Regions from separate parts of the Sus scrofa genome. Here region 1 is linked to region 2. Evidence: chromatin contacts called from public Hi-C data. All regions are on one chromosome and are shown on one strand. The core of a region is the stretch at or near the end of the contact, and the rest is flanking DNA. Distances in the headings are between cores, read along the strand shown.

Evidence for each region. Hi-C and Micro-C count contacts between places; a contact is called where the count stands out from the background.
Region 1: a contact with region 2 is called in a Hi-C map of liver, with 5 times the contacts expected there. The contact joins two enhancer-like sites. A contact is called at or near these places in 1 of 5 promoter capture datasets (liver), 9 of 47 Hi-C or Micro-C datasets (heart right ventricle, liver and skeletal muscle) and 2 of 2 datasets of contacts at active chromatin or transcription factors (alveolar macrophages and skeletal muscle).

Annotation. Positions count from the first base shown.
Region 1 is chr6:157,241,217-157,244,982 of Sscrofa11.1, reverse strand. The region is part of intron 1 of USP24 (ubiquitin carboxyl-terminal hydrolase 24); the gene reads right to left. Among named protein-coding and RNA genes, the nearest start is that of USP24, 23 kb to the right of the region's middle. Within about 2 kb of position 1,477, at least 18 of the 83 cell types and tissues checked have an H3K27ac peak or open chromatin away from gene starts, as enhancers often do. A contact at or near this core is called in liver and skeletal muscle, where this site is marked.
Region 2 is chr6:157,173,081-157,177,318 of Sscrofa11.1, reverse strand. No RefSeq gene overlaps it. Among named protein-coding and RNA genes, the nearest start is that of USP24, 45 kb to the left of the region's middle. Within about 2 kb of position 2,093, at least 18 of the 83 cell types and tissues checked have an H3K27ac peak or open chromatin away from gene starts, as enhancers often do. A contact at or near this core is called in liver and skeletal muscle, where this site is marked.

The DNA of each region.
Region 1 (3,766 bases), core at 228-2,727, 68 kb before region 2:
ACTTTTACGATATAAAAGAATTCTTATAATGCAACAAAAAGACAACTCAAAAAAAAAAAAAAAAAAAATGGACACTTCTCCAAAGAGGATATATAAGTGGCCAATAATGAGCACATGAGAAGTTGCTTAGCATCACTGGTCACTAGGGAAATGCAAATCAAATCCACAAGATACCACTTCACACACACTAGAATGGCTAAATTAAAAGACAGACAATAACAAGTACTGGTGAGTGAGTGGATAAATTGGAACCTTCATGTATTGCTGGTTGGATTATAAATGGTATAGCTTCTTTGCAAGATGATCTAGCAGTTCCTCAAAAGTTAATCATGGTTACTACAGGACACAGTAATTCTATTTGCAGATAAACCAATGAGATATAACCAAGAGAAATGAGACATATTTCCACAGGAAAACTTGCACACACATGTTCATAGCAGCACTGTTAATAATAAATCAAAAAATGATAAAAAGCCAAATGTCCACCAAAACTGATGAATATAATATATCCATACAATGGAGTATTTTTTGGCCTTAAAAATGCACAAAATACTGGAAGTTCCCATCGTGGGGCAGCGGAAATGAATCCAACTAGGAACCATGAGGTTGTGGGTTTGATCCCTGGCCTCACTCAGTGGGTTAGGGATTGGGCATTGCCGTCAGCTGTGGTGTAGGTCACAGATGCAGCTCAGATGTGGCGTTGCTGTGGCTCTGGTGTAGGCAGGCAGCTGTTGCTCCGATTAGACCCCTAGCCTGGGAACTTCAAAAACACTATGCTAAGAGAAAGAAGCCAGACATAAAAAGCCACATAGTATATAGTTTCATTTATATGTAATATCTCTCCAATAGGCAAATACAGACATAAGGAGTAGATAAGTGGCTGCCAGAAAATGAGAAGAGGGAAAAAAGGAGAGTGACTGTTAAAAATGGGTGTAAGGTTTCTTTAGGATAATAAAAAATACTCAAAGATTAAAGAGTGGTGATAGTTGGCACAACTCTATGAATGCACCCTTTAAAAGAGTAAATTTGGAGTTCCTGTAGCGGAGCAACAGAAACGAACCACCTAGTAACCATGAGGTTGCGGCTTTGATCCCTGGCCTCACCCAGTGGGTGCTGTGAGCTGTGGTGTGGGTCGCAACATGGCTCCGATCTGATGTTGCTATGGCTGTGGTGTAGGCTGGCAGCTGTAGCGCCGATTCAACCCCTAGCCTGGGAACTTCCATATACCGTGGGTGCGGCCCTAAAAAGTAAAAAAAGGGGGGAGGGGTGGGAGGAACATACATGGTGAACATCAGTATTAAAAAATGATACTGAACAACACTACATTTTGAGGAGGGTGCTACCAACACAAAAGAGAAAGGGAATCACAAGAGAGAAGGAAAGAGTGACATGAATATGGATATATTTAGGTTGGTCTAATACTCTGAGTCATCATTTTGAGTAGAGACTGTCCTTGGCAAAAATTACCTATTGAGCAAGAGAACACATGCAAAGCAACTAGGAACGGTCCTATTGCAAAAGAGCTCCCAACGGACATAGGTATAGGGCTTTTAATAACAACTGTGGAGTGTAAAACACTATTTTCTCATTTGATGCCAAATCCAAATGATACTCAAGTAAATGCTGATGACCACTGATTCTAAATTGATTAGAAATACACTTATCAAAAGCTCACTACGTTCCAGACAAGGTACTTAACTTTGGGGACAGAGATAAAGACACAAATGATTCCGTCTTTAGAGAGCAGGACAATGTGAACAAGAGCAGGGGCGGATCCAAGCCAGGTCGTGGGCTTGGCTTGGATCCATCCCTTCTCCCGCATGTTTAAGGGAAACAGTATTAGGGGCAAAGGGTAACAGAGCTACCGAGCGTTAATATTTCAAAACCGGCATTATTTCAAGTGTTAAGTAACAAAACTTCAATGTTTTCAGCCTTTTGACTATATGAGGCCAGGTCTTTACTTTTTATTATGATAGCCTACCGATTTCATTAAAATTTTAAGATACTTAATTTTTTAATGTTTTACAATATTTACATACATGAAGCATTTGTTAGAGATGGACAATTCTGTCACTAAGAAGCAAAAGGAGCTCACAAACAATTCTTGAATGTCTCTTTTAACCTGAAAAATTTCTCATACTGAACCTTGTGTATTTGGTCATCCAAGAAAAATGACAGATGAGTTAATGTGTTAACTTTAAAATTTCTGAATGGACCATTTTAAAATTAAAATCAAAACAATTGCTGGAAATTAGGCTACTTCCTAAATAAGTAATTTTATTTATGTCCATAAATACAAATTAAAATATAAAAGACCTCTGTAACTCCTGTAATATTTGATAATGTCATAAACATGCTAGGAATTCATGTAGTTGTGATTATAAGTTCATTATTGGCAAACTGTCCAGTGTAAGGCTTATTATTTACTTACAAAAGGGCTTACTACTTTCAATCGTTGGAATAAAATTCTTCATGAAAATAAGTGCTGTCACTGTACAGGGTAAATCTACCTCCACAGTTTAGCAAAGATCTTTAGATTTAACATGCAGATTATTTCGACAAAAATATTTTTCTGCATGAAACATAATTTTCAATTAGACATGTTCATAAATGTCACCACCCATTTCTAGACACCAGCCTGTTTGAAAAATGCAGATGAACCAATGTAAATAAAATACAACACCGGCAATAACTTAATTGGGGGCTGAGTACACAAAACAGTATAATTTACTTAACCCTTGCAACTGGGTTTTAAAATATTATTGCATAAGCTTTAAAGTTAATAATAGAGTTTTAATATTTGCTTAGAAAACTACCTTCGAGTTTTACAAAAAACAACAAACCATTGGCTCTTGAACTCAAGAATGTATTAAAATTTTAGCCTTCTTTGTTTAAAGAAGCAAAACCTACTGGAGTAAGTACCGCCTGTTAGTGCAGAGATAAGCTATGCTCCTGTCTGCCCACTAACTCAAGAAATACAGACAATTATTCAACTTAAGAGACAGAAGATTACTTATACTGTTTATTTTAATACTAAATTCAAATTGCTGAACTATTAGCCAACACTGTACTCAAAAGAGCTTCCATATGTTTGATTGATGTCCAGAAAAACAAAGATGCAAACTGATTCCAAAACATTTCTCTGTGATTTTTAAAAATGCATTTGTCTTTTACCCAAAAAATGAACAATCAGCCCCACATATGTCAAGTGCTTAAGGAAAAACATGAAAACATGAACATCCAATTTCAAGTCACTAACTTACAACTTTCATTAAATCTTGAGATTGTCAGTCTTATTTATGAAATATTTTTCAAAGCAATTCAGAGACAGTTATATGTAGATCTAATATCCTTTCTGTTACTTCAGACTAGAGAAAATGTTCCTAAAATACATACTGGAAAACAGAGATGATGGACAACTGCAGGCAGTCAGTCCCCCAAGTCGCTGACACACTTCTGCTCAAGTTGGCTTGCAAACTGTTTTCTTGGAATTTATTTTCATCCCATGTTATAAAGAGTAGAGAATTTCCTAACTTTTCTACAAAAGCTGATGTTTCTCATGCTCCCTTTCTTTCAAAGCCCTTGGTGCTTATTCACTACACAGAAACAAGGTTTTCATGAGAAGCTGTCTTCAAATTCAAAGGTGCTATCTTACACACAGGATCATTTACGTTAAAGGTCTGAGATTTACAGCTGTCTCAGGAACAAAAAAGTAGGTAGCTGAAGCTGGACCGTTAGTTTTAGTGGAAGGAGAGATACAGTAAAG
Region 2 (4,238 bases), core at 844-3,343:
CTGCCACTAGTCCAAAGTCACATTTAGGTCACTTCGCCTCAGGAGTCTCGGTAAATATTAACTAACACACTGGATGACCTTGGACACGCTACTGAAACAATGCAGCCCTTGGCTTACTCAACCACCAAGGGAGAAAAAAAAGGAGTTAACTTGCTCGGGGTGCCAACAAAGAAGTGACTCAGAATGATTTGGGGTACAAAGGTACAAAGAGAAATCATTCCTGGGAGTTCCCATTGTGGCACAGTGGAAACGAATCTGACTAGTACGCCTGAGGATGTGGGTTCGATCTCTGACCTCGCTCGGTGGGTCGGGGATCCAGGGTTGCCATGAACTGTGATGTAGGTCAAAGACATGGCTTAGATCTCACGTTGCTGTGGCTGTGGCTGTGGCTGGCAGCTGTAGCTCCGATTTGACCCCTAGCCTGGGAACTTCCTTATGCCGCAGGTGCAGCCCTAAAAAAAAAAAAAAAAAAGAAAAGAAATTATTTATTCCTGGAAAGCCTGCTGCCTTAGCTTGTGTTCCTTAGAAGCAGAGCCCAAGACAGGGATTCTTGTTCAAGAGATTTAGTGGAAGAATGATCCCAGGAGAAGGGAGTGACAGATGTGGCAGAGGGCAGAAGAAAAAAGCTAAGCAAGTGTGGTCTCCTCCAGAGCCTGGCTTTAGTCAGCTGCCACGGGGAAGCTCTAGAGCACACATTGTACTGCAGGGTTAGTCTCATTTCGGAGAAAGGGAGGGAGCTTTTTGTCCCCAGATATCATTCCGTTATTGGCAGAGGTCCATGGACAGGTAGGGTGGAGGAGGGAGTAGGATAGCCTCTCTGGTGAGGGTGCTCCAGTTTGGTCCAGGGCAATTCTGTTCGGAAGAGGGCAGCAGAATTTTGTTAGTGATACTCCCTTCCATTGGGTAGAAAAAGGGACACCAGTGGGATCCACTGTAGCTACCCTAGAAATGATAAACAGAAGAGGTAGCTTCAGGTCTGTGGAGAATGTGCCACAACGGGACCTCCCTTCTTAGAAAATAGCATGTTTCGTGAGATTTCAAAATGCTGAAGTTCCTTGATTTGTACTTCCACACCTAAGAATCATCCCAAGGAAATAATCCAAATGTTTCACTGTTATCATATGATGAAATAGAGAAATCGATTGCTGTGTGCTAGGCACTGTGCTGAGTGCATTAATATGCATTATTTTATTTAAATAAAATAATTGACAATTAAACAATTGACCAACAATTATTTAATAACAATTGACTTATTAAGTGGATACTTTTATTAAGTCTCTTCTTGCAAGACAGGAAGCTGAAGCTTAAAAGAGGTAAAGGAGTGGAGTTCCCGTCGTGACAGTGGTTAAGGGATCCGACGAGGGACCATGAGGTTGCAGGTTCGATCCCTGGCCTTGCTCAGGGTTAAGGATCTGGTGTTGCCATGAGCTGTGGTGTAGGTTGCAGATGCGGCTCGGATCCCGCATTGCTGTGGCTCTGGTGTAGGCCGGTGGCTGCAGCTCCAATTAGATCCCTAGCCTGGGAACCACCATATGCTGTGGGAGCGGCCCAAGAAATGGCAACAACAACAACAAAAAAAAGTAAAGGAGTACCACTGCGGTGTAACGGGGTTAAGGATCTGCTTGGGTCATTGCTGAGGCACAGGTTCAGTCTCTGCTATGGAGCAGTGGGTTAAGGATCTGGTGTTGCTTGCCAGGGAACTTCCATAAGCCATGGGTGCAGCCAGAAAAACAGAACAAAACAAAACCAAAAACCAAAACCAAAACCAAAACCAAATGAACGAAAAAGAAGTAAAGTTTACTTATGAAAAAGTGGGGAAGTTGGGATTATCTGATTCTAGTGTATGGGCCCTTAATAATTTTACTTACTCTGTCAAGTCACTCATACATGGGTCTAGGAATAGGGTGAAATGTGTTTGTTTGATTTTTTTCCCACAAATGATTAGATCAGGTGTGGAATTTAGCCTCAGCTAAAATTGGAGTCAGGACAGGCCTTTAGGGGGAGCTCTCACACCCCGTCCTGCAGGTCAATTACTCTAAACTGGAAGAGACTTCTCCGAGAACCCCCGACAGGACCCTGCTGCTTACTTTACAATCCAGCAGGAAGCAGAAAACTCTCTGCCAGAGGAGAGCCCAGCCATTCAGAGACCATGGCAGTCCAACCAGCTTCGTTCAGTGGACTCTGGTTTTTACAGCCTCTCCCAACTCCCCCTTTTCCCTATAAAATCAAATTCCCTTTCTTTGTGCTCTGGATTTGCCTATGGTCCTCTATGCTTCTCATATCCAGAATTGCAATCCCTTCGGCTATCCCCAAATATTGCTTTTGCTGTTAAATAACTGGCTATTGCCTTGAAAATTTGGCAGGAGCAAAGTGTTCCTTGAGCCATTGATTTCTACGTAAGTCACACAGATTTAATTGGGGTTCCTTGGGGCTATCACCTAGTCCTTTGGAAAGTTTCGTGATGAGTTTTGCATAAAAGCATAAAACAGTCCGATGTGCAGAATGGTATCTTTTGAGGTTGAGGTAGCAGTGAACTGATGGTTTTATAACAGCCCGTTACTGAAGAATCAGTTGTATAAACTTGTTTACTTGTCTATCTCTCCTCCAAAATTGTAACTATATAATAGCAGGGATCATGTCTGACTCATTCATTGAAATAACCTTAGAAGGTGAGAATGAATTACAGGCAGGCATGCAGCAGTGTCTGCCAAGCTCTCAAGTGTGTACAGGAAGATGTGTCACAACAGTGGTCATTGCAGCAGCATTGTTAGTATTTGTAAAAAATTCAGAAGGACACCTGGTTGTTTCTAGCTGCTATAAAAATTGTGTATAGGTTTTCACCTGAACATAAGTTCTCATTTTTCTGGAATAAATGCTCAGGAATGCCATTGCTGGTTTGTCTGGTAACTGCACATTTAATTTTTAAAGGAATGGCCAGTGTGTTTTCCAGAGTTGTGTACTATTTTATATCCGACCGGCAATGTATGAGTGATCCAATTTCTCTGAAGTCTTACCAGCATTTGGTGCTGTCACCCTATTATTTTAGCCATTGGGATATATGTGTAGTGGTTTTAATTCTCATCTCCCTAATGGCTAACATGTTAACCATCTTTTCCTGTGTTTATTACCATCTGGATACCCTCTTTAGTGAAATGTCTCTACACATCTCTTTGTCACTTTCTAATTGGATTTTTTTTTTTTTTTATTTAAATTTTTTTTGTCTTTTTTTTTTTTGCCATTTCTAGGGCCGATCCCGCGGCATATGGAGGTTCCCAGGCTAGGGGTTGAATCGGAGCTGTAGCCACCAGCCTACGCCAGAGCCACAGCAACTCGGGATCCGAGCCGTGTCTGCAACCTACACCACAGCTTACCGCAATGCCGGATCGTTAACCCACTGAGCAAGGGCAGGGACCGAACCCACAACCTTATGGTTCCTAGTCGGTTTCGTTAACCACTGCGCCACGACGGGAACTCCCTGTTTTTTATTTTAACTGTTGTATTTTGAGTGATGTTTATATATCCTACCTTTTGTCAGATATGTAGTTTGCAAACATTTTCTACTAGTCTATAGTCTGACTTTTCATCCTTTTCCTAGAGTCTTTCACAGAGCAAAATTTTTTAATATTGATAAAAGTACAGTTTGTACATTTTTCCTTTTATAGATCTTGAAGGTTTTCTCCTATGTTTTTTCCCCCAAATTTTGAAGCTTTGCGTTTTCCATTAAAGTCTATAATTAATTTGGAGGGTTTTTTTTTTTTTTTTTTTTTTGGTATAAGGTGTGAGATTTGGGTCGGGGTTCATTTTTCCCCCACTTCTTTGGATGTTCAATTACTCCAGTACCATTTGTTGAAAGGGCACTTTTTCCTCCATTGGATGGCTTTTGCATTTGGCTGTATTTGTGTGGGTCTATTTCCAGGTTCTCTATTCTGTCTCATTGATCTATGTGCCTTTCCCTCTGCCAATACCACACAGACTGGTAACTGTAGCTGTAGAATACGTCCTGAAAGCAGGGAGTCTGGTTCCTTCGATACTATGATGGTTTTTAAAAATTGTCTTAGTATAGTTCCTGTGCCTTTCCATACAAGTTTTATTTTATTGTATTTTTGATTTTTAGGGCCACACCAGCAGCATATGGAAGTTCCCAAGGTAGGGGTCACATTGGAGCTACAGCCACGGACCTACGCCACAGCCACAGCAATGCCAGATCCAAGCTGCATCTGCGACCTACACCACAGCTC